2 separate regions of the Mus musculus genome follow, and region 2 is linked to region 1. Evidence: chromatin contacts called from public Hi-C data. All regions are on one chromosome and are shown on one strand. The core of a region is the stretch at or near the end of the contact, and the rest is flanking DNA. Distances in the headings are between cores, read along the strand shown.

The links. A called contact is a pair of places that touch in the nucleus more often than the background predicts.
Region 2: a contact with region 1 is called in a Hi-C map of the N1E-115 cell line, with 2.5 times the contacts expected there. The contact joins the enhancer-like site here to the promoter of Plppr5 in region 1. A contact is called at or near these places in 1 of 39 promoter capture datasets (hippocampal neurons), 2 of 484 Hi-C or Micro-C datasets (the N1E-115 cell line and cerebral cortex), 1 of 115 datasets of contacts at active chromatin or transcription factors (neural progenitor cells) and 2 of 9 other capture datasets (adipose tissue and liver).

The regions. Positions count from the first base shown.
Region 1 is chr3:117,572,254-117,577,360 of GRCm38.p6, forward strand. Plppr5 (phospholipid phosphatase related 5) reads left to right here and starts at 2,974. Exons shown (of 6, transcript NM_029425.3): 1 at 2,974-3,679. The coding sequence starts at 3,443.
Region 2 is chr3:117,749,461-117,754,567 of GRCm38.p6, forward strand. No RefSeq gene overlaps it. Among named protein-coding and RNA genes, the nearest start is that of Gm52614, 100 kb to the right of the region's middle. Within about 2 kb of position 3,046, at least 17 of the 459 cell types and tissues checked have an H3K27ac peak or open chromatin away from gene starts, as enhancers often do. A contact at or near this core is called in the N1E-115 cell line, where this site is marked.

The sequences.
Region 1 (5,107 bases), core at 1,724-4,223:
AAAATACAGTCACAGTATAAGGCACCTTAAAGACATCTTGGCAGCCTCAGTTGGAAACAACCAACTATTGGTCTAGTCAGAAGCACCTGCCCTTTGAGATAAAGATTGTGTTGCAGTTAGAACATCAAAGAAGACACACACATCACCATTCTAGCATCTTCTCTTGAGAAAGCAGCTATCTCCCTGACAAGTACTGGACCTCCTTCTCTGAGGATGCACTCTTCTGTGATGTTGGTCATGAGAAGTCAAGGATGAAATTGCGAATACTCAAGACTTTTTTGATGTGTCTTTCATGATGTCATGATTTGGGTTTATAGTGCACTTATTTTTAAAATAATATTTATTTATTCATTTGTTCGTTTGTTTGTTTACATCCCAAATGCTGTCCCCTTCCAGTTCCCCTCCACAAGGGACCCCTAGATATTCCCCTACCCTGGTGCATCAAGTGTCTGCAGGATTAGGCACATCTGCTCCCACTGAGGCAGCTCTGTTGGAAAGTGGGTTCCACAGTCAGGCTACAGTTGGAGGGGCAGCTCTTGCTCCCATTGTTGGGGGAGGGGTGCTCGTGGAGCTGCATATCTACATGTGTGCCATGGGTGTTGGTCCAGCCTGTGAATGCTATAGAGCATTTTTAAGGACCAAATTTCATGAACCGTTCCTTATTCCATTCCTCCTTCCCTGGTTCCAAGAGGATGTTGCCACCCCTACCCTCAACACCACCAGGCCTCCCCACTCCCAGGAACCGCAAGTCTCTGGAGAGTTAGGTGCATCTTCTCTCACTGAGGCCAGACCAGGCAGTCCTCTGCTGTGTATGTGTCTGGAGCCTCATATCAGCTTGTGCATGCTGCCTGGTTGGTGGCTCAATGTCTGAGAGATCTCAGCAGTCCAGGTTAGTTGGGACTGCTCATTTTCCTATGGGGTCGCCCTTCTCCTCAGCTTCTTCCAGTCTTTCCCTAATTTAACCACAGGGTTCCCAGTCTTCTGTCCATTGGTTATGTGTAGGTATCTGAGTCTGACTAATCTTTGGTCCGGGCCACTTGGAGAGCAGCCATGCTAGACTCCTTTTCTTATTCTATTTTTGCTCTAGTCTCAGGAGCATTTCCATCAATATATATGCTAATATTTAAGATTCTTCATTAGAGTGAAGTCATCTCACTTTTCAGTCCCGAATCTCCTCAAACATCACTCCCTCAAGTCTGGCAATATAAACCTGGGCTTTGTTGTTTAAAGGAGGAACACTTTATTTTCAAGAGTGGTCCCTACTTAGCCCCACGTGTAACCTCTTGTGTTCTTCACAGTTCACAAATCCTGCTATGTATGGAAGGTAAAGTTCTTTCCTGGGTTTTCTGTTTATTTGTGGTTTTCTTTCTACATACGATTCTAAAATCTCAGGAAAATATCTGGATTTTGTATGTTAGTTGCTGAAAAAAAACATAGAAATAAGGATTTACTATTTTACATGTTCATATCTTCTTTGGAAGACAGGCAATCCTCAATCTCCCCCTCTCCCCCCAACTACACAGGATCCTCAAAATAAAATCTCACGATTACTTCAGCTCTAACCCTTGTCCATTAGAAGGCTGCTTCAGTAACAGAGAAGCTAGTTGCTAACAATCTTAAAGGAGCCAGGATTGGATATTCTGTATCTTTCCAGAAAGTACCTTGGGTTCTCAAAGTTGAACCGGGAGAGTCTATTCACTCACTTTTCATTTGCCACATAACTCACAAATACCCAGTCTTTGCCTGCCCATGGCTATGCTCTTTGTTCCTGTTCTTAGTCTTAGTTCCTGAAGTCTTACATCCTGAATCTTTCGAGTGGCCACATTTTCATACAGTGGTAGCTCACTCACATACATTACTTCTACCGGCCAAAGTTGCCTGCCACACACATCACTAAGAGTGCTCTGAAATAATTAGTTGTTAAATGATATTCTTGATTACATGGTGGCCCATCTCACACCTATTTAATATTCAAGAAATTCAGTGCTGTTACCATCCCATCCTCAAAATCAGTGATTTGCCTAATCAAAACTGTCGTTTTGGGTTTATGTTGTATTTTCTTGTTGATAAAGGCCCACCTCCAAAAGCCACCATGTTACAGCCTATTAGATGTATGAACATCCCAGAAATCCTGGTAAGTAATTCCAGATTCTAAGGAAAAGAGCAGAGCTCTTAAGGTTATTTTTCTCTCCTTATCTTCTGCACATGCTTTTTTCTCTGCCTGGTGTGAGCAGGGTCAGGGTAACTTGAAGATATTGCTTGGGTGCAGAGCTTACGAGTCATTGCAGGATGGGCTCTGCATACATATAGCTCCTAAGCTACTTAAATATCCACGCACACGCGTGGACATCTACGTAAGACTGCATTGTGTGTGCTTGTGCTATGACTCTGTGTGGGTCTTCTGACCTCAGAGGAATCCCTGCAATTCCCTGAACTCTGGAAATAGCAAGATGAGGCACATAGTTCTTTCCCTGTCCTTGGTGACTGGTACCCCTGGGTCCCAAGAATCTGCAATGCCTCATCTCCCAAGCAGCTAATCAGAGGAGACTGTGAAGATGAGAAAGGCTATACGTGGAACCAACCAGGAAAGAGCCGGTTTGCCCAAGATGATGCCTCTAAAGCTAGGAACCTTGAATCTGTTGATTTACTTACAAAGCCTTGGGAAACTGGAAGGGAGGCAAAGCCACCCAGAATCTAAAATCCTCTGAGATAATTTCTGTCATCGCCTTGGAAGCCACACTGCTCTGGCTGCTCTCCAGCGCTGGAGGGGTCACAGAGTCCAGGCAGTGCTGTGAGCAGAGACAGAGACTGCAATTCGGCGGCGCCACCCGGACACTTTGCGTTCCGGTGGGCTTTGCGCTCTGAAGATGTGTCCCCGCACCTTCTTCCCAGGCGCTGTGCGGGAGGTCTGAAACAGCCCAGCTGGTGACTCGAAAGGGAGTTTCTAGAAGCTCCATCTCTGCTGCCTCCCCTCCCCTTCAGATTTGGAATTTTACCCTCTCCAGGCAGCTGCTCCAGCTATACAACATCCGCCCGCCCTCCGAGGGGACGAGGTGCCACCGACGCCGCTTGCCTCGGGCCGGTCCGAGGGCTTGACCACAGTGCCGCGGTGTCGCGGATGCTCCCGAGCTGGGGCTGGGGACTCCCCGCCCTTGCGCGCGACCCCGCGGCCGGGCAGGCGGCGCTTGCAGCGGGCAGGGGGCGGGCAGGGCAGATGGGACTCGTCCGGGGGTAGCCTCCTCCTCTGCATCCTGCCCGCGCATCCCGAAGCCCAGTCGCATCCTCCGCCTCTGCCTCGGCGGCTGCCAGCCTCCGCCTCGCGCCACCTCGGCCTGCCGCCGCCCCCGCCGCCGCGCCCCCGGTGGCTGTGCCTCGGCGGAGCCCGGAGGGGGCCTGTGGCGCGTCGACCGCCCGCTCGGCTCGGCTTGGCCAGGAGGCGTGCATGCCCCTGCTGCCCGTGGCGCTCATCAGCAGCATGCTCTATTTCCAGATGGTGATCATGGCAGGGACGGTGATGCTGGCTTACTACTTCGAATACACAGACACGTTCACTGTGAACGTGCAGGGATTCTTCTGCCACGACAGCGCCTACCGTAAGCCCTACCCGGGCCCAGAGGACAGCAGCGCGGTGCCCCCGGTGCTCCTCTACTCGCTGGCCGCTGGCGTCCCGGTGCTTGTGGTAAGCTCCGGGCTGCTAGCCCTCTCTTGCCTTCAGCAGGTTGAGACTCAGCCGGGAGGACCAGGCAATACCAGCCTTCACCATCTAAGTTCCTCTAACTTGGTGGCAGTCCTCTTCCCCCAGAGGACATTCTTCTGGGGAGCATGGGGGTGGGTGAGAAGAAAGCACCCCTGTCTCTCCAAACCACCCCTGCACCCTCTGCTTGAGCCTGCAGGCTGGGTGGCTCAAAGACGGGGAATAGACCTGCAGAAGGTGTAGGGTGGGTGGCAGAGATAGGAAGGGAGTGAGCCTCTGAAACAAATAGACTTGGTCCCTTCTGTGGTCCTGTCTAACGGGTCTTGGTTCTGAATTTTGGTAGGAAGGGAAGCAGCAGCTTGGGGTGGGGTAAAGGAATCAGATGCTGGGATGGGGAAGTGACCCCAGTCAGCTGAGGCTGGGGTACATGCTCCTGTTTTATCTGCCTCCTTTCCTTCCTGATGAAAAGAGTCTGATGCATTAGGCCGAAGATCGGCTCACAAGTATCTAAAAATGTCTTTGGGCATCTGTAAAAGAAGAAGCCTCAGCAACAGGACTTTGCTGAAAAGCAGGAGCAGAGGAACCTGCAGCACAAGAGCACTTTAGATTTATTTAAAGGCTATCCTCTCCTTGGACTACACTAGCACTAGCACTAGCACGTCCTCTCTTCCTCGCTGGATTTAAAGTTTCTCTCCTCCCTCTTCTCTGCCTGTAGGTCTTTCTGCCTCTCTCTCTCACTCTCTCCTTTCCTAGTGTGTGTGTGTGTGTGTGTGTGTGTGTGTGTGTGTGTGTGTGTGCATGTGTGGTGAGACAGGGAGAAACAGAGAGGCAGAGACAAAGAGAGAGACAGAAAGACAGAGAGAGGGAGAGAGGGAGAGGCAGAGAAAGAGACAGAGACATGACAAGACTATGTAAGACTATATAGAATGGTCTCACACACAGGGGATGTAACTCTTGAGCTAATAATTACATCACAATATACATATATGAACACAATCCAAAGATTTTGTTTTGTTTTGTTTTGTTTTTTGTTTTGTTTTGTTTCTTGGTGGCAGATGAGTGATGTTTCTTTGGAGACCAACCTCACTACGGTTCCTTTACATTGACAAAATATCTGAGGTTCCCTTCCCATGATGCTCCATCTTCTTTCTTTCTTCCCTCTCTCCCACTCACCACAGAAGGAATAGGAAGTGAAGTTAGAGAATGAAAGGGAAGGCAAGGGAACTTGGGCTTTTATTTTCCATAGCTGAACTGGGGAATCCCGATAAGTGTATCGGCTTCATTCATTCTTAAAAGTCTTTTCTCCCCTAGTCAGGGAAGTGATTTAAGAAATTTCAAAATGAAAAGTTCTTACCACAAAACTGGAATAATATAAACAAAGCGAGCAAGTTCTTGCTAGCTTCTAAGTAACTC
Region 2 (5,107 bases), core at 1,796-4,295, 180 kb after region 1:
ATCTCCTGGGCTTTTGTCATCTATAATGAGCCATGGTTTTCATTACTAGCATGAGAGTACCTTCATGTTTGATTTTAATCGGTGCATTTGGCAATGGATGAATGTTTCTATCAACAGTGAAAAATACTAAAGCATCATATACAGAGAACATTGATTTATGTGTCTGCCGCAGACCCTCTGGGTCCCTTTGTCTGCGTGGAAAGGGTCTCTAGTCGCAGGTGGGCAAAGAGTCAGCAGAAGTGACAGACAGATGCACACATGAGATGGTGTAGAATCTGAATGTATTTTGTCAGGTCGAGCATCAAACTTTTTACACAGCAGAATAGCAGGAAACCAGACAAGATACAATTCACCAAGTAACAGTGATGTATTTGGAGCTTGGCTCTCATAATACAGAATGTAGTGATACTAAGGATGGGCAATATCAAAGGGATCGTGCTGGAGCTAGGAAGGAAGAAGGTAAGGTAAACGGGGGGTTACATTAAGGTTTATACCTTTCTGAAGATCCACAACGTCCCCAAAGCAAAACTTATACTGAGTCAAGGTGCTTTCCCTCAATAGGTTTATTTTAACACTGAGTGCCATTGTGGCAGGGGCCTATATTTGAAAGTCTGAGGTCTGCCCCAGTACAGGGGAACGCCAGGGCCAAGAAGTGGGAGTGGGTGGGTAGGGGAGCAGGGCAGTGGGAGGGTATAGGGGACTTTCAGGATAGCATTTGAAATGTAAATGAAGAAAACATCTAATTAAAAAGAAGAAGAAGAAAAAAAGAAAGTCTGAGGTCATCTGAAGCTGCATATTCACTTTGAGAGCAGGCTGTGAAATCCTGTATCAAAACCAAAACCAATGAAAAGCAAACTGACGTTAATTATATATATTTTATTCCCAAGTGAATGACGTGGAAATTAATGCTAAAAGTTTTTCTCACAGTGATAAATCTATCATATCTTCAGGTTTGGTGTGTTCTCATGGTGTGTGGTGTTTGTGTCTATGTGTGTGTGTGTCTATGTGTGTGTGTGTGTGTGTCTACTTTTGTGCACCACCATCGTAAGGCTTTTTAACACAGTAATAAAGATCACGTGCCTACAATAGACAGTGTAGACTTAAATGACTGAGGTTGGCTGATCATCAGAATAAAAGAACAAGCATGAGTTCAGGGAAAATATTAAATGTACTTGTCTCCTGGGGGAAATTTTTCTTAATAAGGGACTTCTGCACTTTTGAAATTAAGAGAAGAAGAAGTGCATAAGCTTTGGAGGGGTGTTTAAAGATTTGTTGTAAGAAGCCTAGTAATCCATAACTGACACCACTCACTTCAATCACTCAACGGAGAACCTCCTAACAACTATGTGGTAACTGAGACCAACGGGATGGAGGGAGCCAGCAGAACGGAACATGGATGCAAGGGGTGTGAGTATGGGCACAGTAGACTGCATACATGTATGAAGCTGACAAAAATGTAAAACAAAATATACGTGAAGAACAGAGCTCTACTCGCCAAGAGATTATGCAGATGGAGTGTGATGAAGTTAAGGAAATTTACCAAGGTCACAGCATTGTAAATGTGAGAATTTGGACTGTGAGATGGGACTGTAAATCTCTAGACCCGTGCTTCAAACATTTGACTGAACCACTTCTCTAAGGAAAAGCAAAGTCCAAGAATCAAAACCAGAGGTCTAATTCCTGGAAGGCGTGCAGTAGGGGATGATAAGAGACAGAGTATGCAACTAAAAGAATTTCAGCTTATACATATATACATACACATATACCTATACACACATACACACACACATATAATCTGATACGTCAATAATTTGAACTTCTTTATGTTGCACACACATAAGCACACAATTATGCACACACATACACATATAGGACAGTTTTAAATGTTATGCTAGGCATGAAGCTAACTTTTTTAAACTATGAGTTCATTCTCATGTCATTAGTCAAGAGAGAGGCAAAGCAACATGACTTAGGGACAGTTGGAACTAGAGGGAGGAGAAGATTCACTTGATAAAGTTCTGTAGGGCAAGCATCAGGGACCTCAGCTCAAATTTCCAGCACCCGTGTATGAAGCCAAGCGTTGTGGATTATTTTGTCTCTATTTTCATAAAGCTTTAGAACAATTACTGATGCTATTTTAACGCCAAAGGTGTGGAAAACAAAACTTAGTAGAAATTTGTTATTTTGTCCCACGCTAATCCCTAGAGTCTAGCCATCCCCTGTTAAGCAATGGACACTATCACTGGCCCTACCTGTCACAAGCTTAATCCTGTCTTCCAGAGTTCTAATTCCTCAACCTCCCAGTACTTCAATTTGTTTCTTTTCCCAGACCATCCTCAGGTGAATCATGTAAAGCGGTGGCTGGAGGAGCTCCCAGCTCCTCCTAGTGGCTGGAGTTAACCTTAACATTTACTGAGGCTGGAGTCTTCTGCATCTCTTGCAAACCAGGAATCATTCCCTTGTGGATTTGTCTAGAGGTCTGGCAGGCATTAAACACCTGCATTCAAACCCACCCTGAAGTTCAGAGGCCCCATTAAAGGCCTGACATCTGGAATACACTGGGGCACTCTTGCAACCGGGAGGAGCTTCATGTAGATTAAAATGATAAAATTACCCCCAAATTAATTGGGCAGATGTGGAGCAGAGACACCAGGAGTCTTGTTTTTCAGTATTTTCCTTGCATCCCACTACAATAAGTATCAATGCTTGTTGTCCCAGATAATTATATGGTTTTTCAGCACCAAGGAAACTCCATTTTCCTCTCATTTCTGACACACAGCATTTAGATGCGGTTGCTCTAATAACCTGCTTCCTCCTGAGAACAGAGTGCTCTGTTCCTCCCACTAGCAATTCAGCACAGAAAGCCATTCCATCCACCAAGCCTTATTCTTTTAGGGTTAATTTTTGAAGCATATCTTAATTACAGGAATTTACAGTCTTAGGGGGAAAAAAAAAGCCTGGCTATTTTCAGGCCTGTTTACAAGACCGCAATCTGAAACATTACTCCGAAGCAGCTTGAGCTGATTGCATCTTTCTCCGGAACAGAACATCTCACAGCAGAACATCCATTTGCTGCTGGTTCATCCGCCCTGTGATTAAGGTTTGCATGGAGTCCTGTCCCTGTCTTATTGCAGGCTGAGAAGAGATAAGATGCTCTGGATAAGATGTTACAGTGTGTGCTATTGCAGTTACATTCAGTCTGTTATTAAGCTGATAAGAGCCCAGTCTAATCTGAATTAAAACACCAGAAATATTGGGGATATTGCTACATAGGTCCACAATATTGTAGCCTTTGTAGAGCATATAATGACTGCCACACTCTCCAAGCTGCTCTTCTACATCCTCTTCACACACACACACACACACACAAAACCACCACCACCACCACCAACAACAACAAAAAACCATTCAGAGCTCGACAGAGAAAAGACATTGCTACTGAAATAAATGATTCATTTTCTTCCACGAGCTCTACTCTGAGTACTTAAAAGCATAGAACACAACCTTTTAGAGCACAGGGAAGTTTTAACCAGGAATTCATTCTTGTGCCATTATTCAACAGAAGGGTAAAGCAACGTGCATTTTAGCAATGAGAAGTCATCAGAACTACGGGTGGAGAAGGTTTACTTGATAAAGTGCTGTGGTGCGAGCACTGAGACCTGAGTCCACATCCCCAGCACCCATGTACAAAGCCAAGGATTATAACGTGCTCCAGGGAGCCTATCATTAGGACGCCGGAGGAAGAAGGACACCCGAGGCTTGGCGCTTAGTTAGCTTAGCCGATCAGTGAGCTTCTGGTTTAGTACAAGATTGTTTTCAAAAAATAAGCTGCAAAGATAGAGAATAAGGCACCTGACATTGACGTTTGACCTACACACACACACACACACACACACACACACACACACACGAACACACACACACACACACGAACACACACACACACACACACACACACACGAACACACACACACACACACACGAACACACACACACACACACACACACACACACACACACACACACACACGAACACACACACACACAAAGCAGTACGTTTACCAAATAGGTCAAAATGATAAGACTATAGCTGAAAAGTCCAATGTCTCTTCTCAGCTTATATTGAGACTATCATTAGGGCAATGCTTCATGTGTCTATCTCTTCCTAAAGCAAGTACTATGAAAATTAAAGTGGCTGGCAGGTATACTTATAACATATACCAGTATATTGCTAATATACCTCCATGCTCATGTGTCATTCAAAAGTATTATAAACAAACAAATCACGAGAATTCCTTAAAACAAAACCCCCAAATACCAAGAGACTGTCAAATATTTGCAGACCCTACTATATGCAAATAAGTGTTTTGTTAACAGGTACGTAGTGGTTATTTGGCACTAAATATTTGTTCTTCATTGCCTGTCCAATTTTAGAAAATTATCTCCCTTAAAATATGATGCGTTCTGCCTTCCATAGCTCACAACTCCTCACAGCCATAGGACCTGTCAGCCTTGAGGTCTAGATTCAAGTGTTAAAGGAGCATCACACAAAAAAAGTGAGGCAGGTTAAAACAGGGATCCTGTTCTAACATTTGGGAGCATGTTTGCACAGTGCATTTTATGAAACCATCCTAGACCCTCTAACACTATTTAGAAAAGTTAGCCTTCTTAACATTGTCTCTTGCAAAATTATTTTAAAAAGCTAGTACTGTCCAAATACTCTTTATTTTCCCCCACAGAATCTATGAATAAGCATGATTCCTAGTTGATGAAGACATAAATAATTTATAAGTGGATTTTAAAAACCATGCATTTGCAAACACAGTTGTTGAAGTTATAGAGAGTAATAAAAATGCAGAGAGTATCTAGCAGTAGAGACAGGTTTTGGGAACCCCCTACTGGTTTAGCTAAAGGAAAAACAACCCCACTGGTTCACTTAGCAACAGCTGTGGGATCCAGATTACAATTTCCCCCGAAGACAATCTGAATATGATCTTGAAATATTCATGTCTCCTACCAGTATGAATTTGCAGAAGCAGAGCTTTCTCAACACGTCTGTAAACCAAAATGCCACCCTTGGAGCAGAGGGAGTACAGTCCTGAATTCT